Linked DNA regions of Mus musculus: regions 1 and 2 are each linked to region 3. The links are chromatin contacts, called in public HiChIP or PLAC-seq and promoter capture Hi-C maps. All regions are on one chromosome and are shown on one strand. The core of a region is the stretch at or near the end of the contact, and the rest is flanking DNA. Distances in the headings are between cores, read along the strand shown.

What was found. Promoter capture Hi-C pulls out the DNA fragments that hold promoters and counts their contacts. HiChIP or PLAC-seq counts read pairs in DNA pulled down with a chosen protein or histone mark.
Region 1: a contact with region 3 is called in a promoter capture Hi-C map of erythroid cells, with 10 times the contacts expected there. The contact joins the promoter of Kansl2 here to the promoter of 2310068J16Rik in region 3. A contact is called at or near these places in 2 of 39 promoter capture datasets (erythroid cells and liver).
Region 2: a contact with region 3 is called in an H3K27ac HiChIP or PLAC-seq map of microglia, with 7 times the contacts expected there. The contact joins the promoter of Prkag1 here to the promoter of 2310068J16Rik in region 3. A contact is called at or near these places in 1 of 39 promoter capture datasets (liver) and 1 of 115 datasets of contacts at active chromatin or transcription factors (microglia).

The regions. Positions count from the first base shown.
Region 1 is chr15:98,532,978-98,536,111 of GRCm38.p6, forward strand. Kansl2 (KAT8 regulatory NSL complex subunit 2) reads right to left here and starts at 1,292. Exons shown (of 10, transcript NM_133714.5): 1 at 925-1,292; 2 at 541-799. The coding sequence starts at 791.
Region 2 is chr15:98,830,244-98,833,108 of GRCm38.p6, forward strand. Prkag1 (protein kinase, AMP-activated, gamma 1 non-catalytic subunit) reads right to left here and starts at 1,265. Exons shown (of 12, transcript NM_016781.2): 1 at 1,187-1,265. The coding sequence starts at 1,195. Kmt2d (lysine (K)-specific methyltransferase 2D) reads right to left here. Exons shown (of 55, transcript NM_001033276.3): 55 at 1,426-2,865.
Region 3 is chr15:99,971,869-99,974,725 of GRCm38.p6, forward strand. 2310068J16Rik (RIKEN cDNA 2310068J16 gene) reads right to left here and starts at 1,419. Exons shown (of 1, transcript NR_028124.1): 1 at 299-1,419. It overlaps Larp4 (La ribonucleoprotein domain family, member 4), which reads left to right and starts at 912. Exons shown (of 16, transcript NM_001024526.2): 1 at 912-1,115. The coding sequence starts at 1,098.

The DNA of each region.
Region 1 (3,134 bases), core at 42-2,541, 1.4 Mb before region 3:
ACCAACTCTACACATCATGTTCCCCTTTGCACTTTAAAACTGAAGGCAGGGGACAAGCATGTGGCACCAACATTCTCCCACTCCAGTTCCAGGAGACCCAACGCCCTCCCCTCAAGCATGAACGTGGTACACCAACACACATGCAGGCAAACACCCATACACATGAAAGTTCTTTAAAAAACCATAAAGGGTTGCCAAAACTGTTCCAAGCAAGGGCGAGACTGTCTCAAAAGAGGAGCCGGGGGTGGGGGAGTCTGTGACTCTGCAAGCCTAGCTTAACCTTCTGTCTGTCCTTCCGTACCAGGAGGTACTAAAACCGACTCCAGCAAATTGGCCTCTGACCTCCCCACGTGTCCCTAACCACACAAAACAAACTACCAACGGGAAATAAATGCTTCGAAATGTAATAAAAGTCTAACGGTAGGAGGTTTGGGCGTTGAAGCAGGCTCGGTGATACAACCTGTGCTTGGCGTGCATTGAAAAGTAAGAACGACTCTCGGAGCCCGAAGGCACCCATATAACCCACGCCTCTCCACGTACCCATCTTTCTTCTCGGGCTTTGGGGCAGCACTGGGGCACCTTTTTCCATTCTTCGTCGAGACGTAACTACATTGTTTGAAGGGTGCATTCTTGTCTTCAAGAATGTGCTTAATGCAGAACTCCTGCCCCTCCAGCCGCGGCTGAGAGCACGGGCGGTGAGTGAACGAACAGGAAAGGGGCTCCTGCGACCTGGGCACTGGGGTGATCCTCCCCCGATTCGTTGGCAAGACGTGAATCCGAATCCTGTTCATGCCAAAACCTGCGGGGAGGGCGGTCACACGACAGATCGAAACGGCCTTAGCCCGGCCACGAGTCCTGGTTGCGTGCTCCCGCGGCCGCCCTCCAGCCTCCCGTCACCGACCCGCCCGCCGCCCGGGCCCCTACCACGTTGGCCGAATCTCCGCAGCAGCAGACCGGAAGCGCGGCGCCTGTCCCACGCGGCACCACTGCAACGGCGCGGCACGCCCCGCCCCCACGCCCCGGCTCGCCGCCTTTGTCCCTGGCCGCCTCAGCGCTCACAGCCCCGACCCGAGCGCCTTGGCCGTCGTCCTACAAGCGCCATCTTGTCCCACGGCTCCCGGCACCGGAGAACCTGGCTCCCCGAAAGCCTAGCAACCAGAGAGGCTCCAACGCTGCAGGAGACGACGTGCCGCGCTGAGCTGACAGAGAAGGCGAGCAGCGCCTAACAGCAAAGGAGAAGCGCCCGGCACGGCGCCATCTTACCTCCCCCACCGCGCGGCACCGCGCAGCTTGCCCTCTGGCTGCTCCGCCTGCTCGGAACGCGACCCTAGACGCTGATTGGTTGCTGCGCTGAGGGTGCTGTGCTCCTATTGGTCAGAACTAACACTAGCCTGTGGAGGGCGGGACAGTGAGAGACTCCACAACGGGAGTGGCTGAAGTGAAGTGTCTGTCAGAAACTCGGCCGGTGAGTGGGCCGTCGGAAAGGCGGGCCACCGCCAGTCGCCGGATTCGGATATTTTTCCATCTGAAGGGTTCGTCTTCTGGTGGCAGTAGTCTCCAGTCTTCTCGGGCAGCTACTTCTTTACCGTCCCTACACAGCAGAAGAGTAGACATTGGGGTGGCTGGAGAAATGGCACCGACTGCTCTTCTAGAGATCCTGAGTTCAATTCCCAGCAACCACATGGTGGCTCACAACCAACTCTAACGGGATCCGATGCCCTCTTCTGCAGTGTCAGAAGACAGGGACAGTGTACTCATATGAATAAATCTTAAAAAAAAGAAAAGAAAAAAAGTGGACGGTGGCTGACCGTGTTTTCTGTTTACACATGAAAAGGTTTTATTAGTTTTCTATGGTGACCAACCAGTTCATTTAATTTTTTTTTCTTGGTCATTTCATGTAAACACTCGAACTCTTTCTATCTCATGAATCATATATATGTACTAATTAATTTTTGTAGAGCAGCCCTAAGAGGTAGACATTATTTTTTAGGTAGACATTATTTACAGATAAAGTGATGGAAAATCAAAATGACTTCTGGCATAGCGCATGCTTCTCAACGCCCTGCCGAATAGTGTATTATAGAAACAGGCTATTCCGTTTTCACGATTCTTTAAAGATTCCAACCACACCTATAGAAATCCGATGGCTCTCTGCCTTATTCTCTTCTTCTTCTCCCCCCCCCCCCGCCCCCCTTTGGAGACAGGGTTTCTCTGTGCAGCCCTGGCTGGCCTCGAACTCAGAAATCCGCCTGCCTCTGCCTCCCAACTTATTCTCTTAAGAGAGTATCTCCCACTTGGTAGTGGTGGCAGACTCCTTTAACCCCAGCACTGGGGGGGGGGGGGGGGGGGGGAAGAGTAGAAGCAGGCAGATCTCCGAGTTCGAGGCTAACTTGGTTTACAAAGCCAGTTCCAGGACAGCCAGGGCTGCACAGAGAAACCGTGTCTCAAAAACAAAAGATGAAAAAGCCACCAGGTACGGTTACGGTAGGTAGCACACACCAGTAATCTGAACACTGTGGAGAGAGGCAAGGGGGTCTCTGTGGTCAAAGACAGGATCTGGACTTGTCTCACTGAACCTGGAGTGCACCATTTTTAAAAACTTATTTGTGCCCGGCATGGTGGCGCACATGCCTTTAATCCCAGCACTCGGGAGGCAGAGGCAGGCAGATTTCTGAGTTCGAGGCCAGCCTGGTCTACAGAGTGAGTTCCAGGACTCTGAGTAGCCAGGGCTACACAGAGAAACCTTGTCTCAAAAAAACAAGGGAAAAAAAAGAGTTACAGTGGTTTGGTGTCTCTTCACACCAATAAGAATTCAGGTACATGCGTACATGATGTAAACTCTCCCATTTAAAAATAAGAAAAATGTTCACCAGCTACTGTTCCTATTGCTGTGCCTAAGACATGATCTCCTTATACAGCCATCTTGCCTCAAATAGCTACTCTCCTGCCTCAGCTTCTTTTTTTTTTTTTTTCCGAGACAGGGTTTCTCTGTATAGCCCTGGCTGTCCTGGAACTCACTTTGTAGACCAGGCTGGCCTCGAACCCAGAAATCTGCCTGCCTCTACCTCCCAAGTACTGGGATCAAAGGTGTGTGCCACCACGGCCTGGCTCTGCCTCAGCTTCTTTAGTGCTGG
Region 2 (2,865 bases), core at 15-2,514, 1.1 Mb before region 3:
ACCCAGAGAAACCCTGTCTCAGGGGAGGGGAAAAAAAAAAAGCCCTAAGGACAGTACTTACTACAGTCTACCTTAACTAACAGCCTTCCCGGTACCTCTCATCTCTGTCTCTCTGTACTCCAGTATATATAAAGCAAAGGGCTAAATTCGTAAATATAGAGAAAAGTTGCTTTAGAACTATATACTCACAGTTCACTTATAATGTAAATAATACATTTACAAGTTAGAAACGTGTTGTTTTAAATTTAATGTAATCAAACTACTTTTGCTGAGAATGCTTTCTCTGTAGAAAAACAAAATCCTTGGTTAGAGGACCACCTGCATACCATTTTACCACTTTATCCTTCCTTCTTTATAAACTAAGTTACACTATTCCTCTGCACACAAAGGGGCGGGGGGGGGGGGAGGGGGAGAGAATTTACTCCAGGCCAAGTAACTGACTCAAAGAAAACGCAATTCTAAGAAGAGCGAACCTGCAAGTATTACATGGATATATGGTGGGGGAAGACAAACCCCAAGCTGCCCTCAGAAGATACTCGGTTAAAAACTACGGAGCAGGAAGTCGATGGGAGGGCCTTCGGAGTGGCAGAGAAAGCTCCTGCGAATGAGGTCGGTCAAACAAGTAAGTAGCAGATAAACCTACCGCATCTGTAAAGAGCCGAGCCGACGGTGCTCGCCAAGAACGAGCTGTCAACACGCATGCACAGCGTCACTGATCAGGACACGACCTAAACTTGTCCAGGGGACACAGTGGCCTCCTGGATTCCTTCCTTCGCGGAAAATTCAATTCTCGGGCTTAGTAAAGGAATGGAACCTCGCAGGATGCCAACAATTGCTTAAGCAATCGCACAAACGGGGTCCTGGAGCTCCCTGCAAGCCGGGCTCGCTCACCTAATACGCGGGATCACAACCCCGCTCTCATGCAAACTTCGGAAAGGACTTGAGGCACTCATGGGCAGGGGGCTCCAAGCTCACAACCCGCTCCCTATCTCTCAGGGTACCGCGGACCCCTGGCGGGCGGGCGGGCGGGCGGGCACGGGTGTGGCCCAGACCTAGGAGAGGCGCCCACCCGAGCAGAGGAAGGGGAGTCCCGGACTCCAGCGCCAAGCCGGGCCGGCCTTCCCCGGCTCCTAGCGGGGGGTCTCCGGCTCCACAGCGCCCCCCGCCGCCCTCCTGCGCCACTCACCGACTCCATTGCTAGCGCCCGCCAGTTCCTCAGCTTGGAAAGCTCCCTGGCGCCAGACCCCGCCCCACATCCGGTGCCGCGCACCACTTCCGCCTACGTCAGACCCCAGCCGCAGGGCGGAAGGCGGGGAACCCACCCTTCCGGCGGTGGCTGAGCCTGGTTTATTGGGTAACCTTCCTCTCCCAGCTCTCCAGGACCTTAAGATCTGGCCAACGGCGAGGGTCATGGGACAGAGGCACTTGTATTTAAAATGTTCTTTTTTTATTTATCGTTTAAAAACAAACTTTGAAGAAGCAAAATCCAAAACTTGCCCTTTGCCTCTCGCAACATAAATTATGTACAGTTCAGAATGATCGCTGATACAAAACATGCCAAGGACAGGGGCGCTGGGGGTGGAGGAAGAGAGAGCGCTTTAAAAAAGGGAACCATTTCATCCGTTGTCACGAAGGACCAACCTTGCTGTACAGGATACACACAACACAAAAGAAAGTTCTTCACGGGTTCACACTTGTCAGCGATTTATTTTTTTTTAAAGGGGGAGGGTCCTGGAGGTGAAGGTAGAAGGTAAAAAGGGAGAAACTGAAAATTGAGTGCAAGTGTAAACCAACCCAAAATACAAACACAGGGGGCGGGGTTGGGGGTGGGATTCTGATGCAATTATACAGGCAGGGTACTTTAAAAAAAAAAAAAAAACCAACAACAACCAAAATTCCAACCTTGTAGCGTGGGTCTGAGTTATAGTTTATATAAAAATTAAAAACTGTATAAGGTTTCTTCACTAAATTCTACAGGACTATCGGATACCTAGCATATGCTTACAAAGTCTGCCCCTTCTCCTTTCCCAGTTCTAGGGCCCAAACCCCAACCAGAGCCTGACTCACAGGAGACCATCTCCCCCACCTAATGCCTAGACCGTTCAGCTCTGTGGCTTTGGGGACAGCAAGCCCAGGTTCCCACTGTCTAGTCTAATTACAATGGTTTCCGTGGGAGTGTGGGGGAGTTGTTATTCTCAAACATTTGCAGCTTGAAACAGTTGAGGAAGCAGCTTTAAAAAAAAAAAAAAGAAAAGAAAAGAAAAAAAAAAGGCCAGAAAAAAAAAAAAAAAAAAAAAAAAAACCCAAAAATCTCCCTACCCCCATCAATCCACAATCCCCCAAATTTAAAACAAAACAAAAACCTAAAATCACAACAGCAACCGCCCTACCCCTCCAGCAGGCCTGCCCATTTGCCACCATCCAGCCCATCTCTACAATCCAGATAATCTGATTCTTGAAAATAGTAATTACAAAATGCCCTCTGCCCACAGCCCCTAGGAGAGAACTGCATAGAAGCGTCATTTCATCCCCTCGCTCCACCAGAGAGGGGTCTGAGGCCTCACACACCCTCTACCCTACCGCTACCCGCAGGAAGAGGTTCGTCTGCAGCACAAGCTTGGGGGGGGAAAGGAAGGGAAAGGAAGATAAGGGCACCATCACCCTCTGGCTCCCCCTGGGGCCAGCTCACTTTGTGCGTTATAACATAGTCCAACTATACAACCCGGGTAAGAATCACCCAGCTTCTCTCTATACCCCCACCTTACAGCAGTCACAGCCAGGGGGTGGGGAGGGGGGGGGAGGAAAGGGCGGTAGGTTGGGTAATGGAGGGGGCCCCCCCACAAGGGGAGCTCCATGTGTCCGCCC
Region 3 (2,857 bases), core at 169-2,668:
AAAAAAACGGAAACACACACACACACAAATATATATATGTAAATTTTTTATTTTTTTGTTTTTTTTGAGACAGAGTTTCTCTGTGTAGCCCTGGCTGTCCTGGAACTCCCTCTGTAGACCATGCTGGCCTTGAATTCAGAAATCCGCTTGCCTCTGCCTCCCAAGTACTGGGATTAAAGGCGTGTGCCACCACGCCCGGCTCATGTTTTTTTAAATTAAAAAAAAAAAAAGTGTTTGAAACTGGAGCAATAGAGACTGGTAGAGGAAGAATAACTCTAGTAAAAATAATTAAATATTTGTATACTATTTTATTTGACTATGAAAACATAATAAAGAAGAGATCTAGGCTAATTATTTTTAGTAGAGCATTAAGCATCACAGCGGAGCATCATTATGTTAATGAGACCTGATTCCGAGGGGCTTGGGCTAAAGTTTTATCAAAGTTGTAGCGAAAGGAATCTGACTGTTCCAGCACTCCTCCAACAATACATTCATAGGGTCTTAAGATTAACTTATGCAAAATGCTTAGTAAAGTACAAGCACTGAGTAGCTGAAGAGTATCTTAGCTCCCTCTTCAGCTTTTTTTTTTTTTTTTCTAATGAGGGGCGGGAGGAGCCAGTACGTCATCAGCAGGGGCGGGTGCACTCGGTCGCTTTTTAATCGGACCTAGGTTTTTAACCACGAATCTGCGCAAGGGTTAGCAGTGCGGTGTCAGCTTTTTGGTAGAAAGTACAAATGCTTTAGTGAGCGTTTTGCACAGCCCGGCGCGGCCTCCCGGGCGTCGACCCACACGCGACACGTACCACACACTTTCGCCTTCGCCGCCACAGACGAGCCTGCCGGAGCGAAGCACGCACAGGGGCGGGCAGGCCCTCCGCCCCCGGAAGCAGTTTTCCTCCAGAACCGGAAACAGTTGTTGCTTCCCGGGAGGAGGGACTGGGCGGGTCAGGGCGCAGCGGCTGACGGCGGGGGAGGAGCCGGGTCCACTGCCGGGTGGAGGGGCAAGGCGAGTGTCCTTATCCTACCGACCGGGGCCCGGGCCTGGGAGCCAGTTGGAGTCGCGGCAGCGTGAACGATCGGGCCGAGCGGAAGCAGACATGTTGCTCTTCGTTGAGGTGAGTGGCTCGGGTCGCCCGGTCGGGCTCTGAGAAGAGCCGGAGTGTTCGGGGCGCGGGCCGGTCCCACCGCCATGTGACTTTCCAGGCCGTCCACGCCGCGGAGCCCGACGAGAGGCTGACACAGCACCTGGGCCGTGCAGGCCGTGCAGCCCCGCTGTGCCCTCCGCAGGCCCGAGGAGCCTGTGTGGGTCGAGGCCCCCGGCGGCAGGGAAAGGGAAGGCGGCGCGTCGGGGGCTGGGCTGAGGTGGCGTGAGGAGCCGAGGGAGCCGAGGGTGTCCCATATGGAGCTCCTGAAGGAGGCGAGCGGGCGGGCGGGCGGCGGGGGCGGAGCCTGCGGAGAAAGGGCGATCAGGTGGGCGCGCTGGGGGTGAGCGAGGCCTCGCGGGGCCGCCTGGGACGGAGCGAGCAACATGTGGGAGCGCGGGAGAAGGGGAACTGCGGGCGCGGTGGGGTTTTGTCTCGCTAACTGGGGAGGGGCGTGTTGTTGTTGTTTTTTTTTTTTTTTAAGAGAGTAGAAAGCTCGCCCGCTCCCCCCACCTCCGGACCCCCCAAGCTGCACCAAAATTTTGTTGGGTTGCGTCCGCCGGCTCTGGAACGTTCGAGGGGGGTGCGGGGGGAGAAAGCGAGCTGGTGCGAACGGCGAAGCCCCACAGGGGTCGGAAGCCTTGAAAGGCACCGCTCTGACCTTTTGTAAAAGTTACTCGGGCTGCGGCTGCGTGGTGCGGGTTGATTCCGCGAACCTGTTCGGGGCCAGTTACAAGGAAAATTGCAAAGGAGGAGAGAAACTTAGGTGAAGCCGGGGTTTTGTGGTGGTGTTGGATCGGTGGAAATACCGTTTCTATTGGACCGTCTACCGTCCGCCTGTTTGAGATTTCAAGGTAGTGATTACCTGTCTTAGACAAATAATGAAGTTTAATTTCTCTCGTTTCTGCCCGGTTGTGTTGAGTGAGCATCAGCTGACTGCCTGGCAAATGCTTTGAGTAGATTCCAGATCATATTGTTCTTACATTGTGAAAACGTCAATCCAGCAAAGCTGCAACTTTGCAACTTGGCATTTGTTAACTATGCCCATAAAAAGAATCTTTTCATGAGAGACGGAATCACAGGTTGTATAATGGACTTGGAAGATGGGGCTAACTTAGGGGCAAAGAGTGTTCAGAGTGGTGGTGGGAGAATCTTAGGGTAGTCTGGCATAAAGTAAATAAGCAATTCTTATTTTTCATTGTGTATATTCGTTGTACTTGGTATTGTGTTACATAAGGACATTTTCACACAAACACGTGTATTGTATATTAAGCAAATAACTGCTTATATCTTCTATACTCATTTTCCCTCATTACTGATCTACCTTTCAGTTGATAAGTTTGGGATCCTAAAAATTAGGCGTTAAAGACGCTTAATTAATGTATGCTGAAGGTCAGTAGTATGTATTCATTTGGATATTTGAAACAGTCCACTAAAAATTTCGAACAGTGGACTCAATCTTTCTGTTTATTTTGTTGTTATTAATTTAAGTTCACCTTGGTTTTGAAAAGGACAAGAAATCAGGTTTTATTGTAAGCAGGGCTTAGTTTCCTTTTTAGGAATTACCATGCCGTGCAAATATTGTTCACCCCACCCCCGGAGACAGGGTTTTTTCTTTGTAGCCCTGGCTTACCTGGCACTCCTCTTTAGACCAGACTGGCCTCAAACCCAGAGATCTGACTGCCTCTGCTTCCTGAGCCCTGGGATAAAAGGCA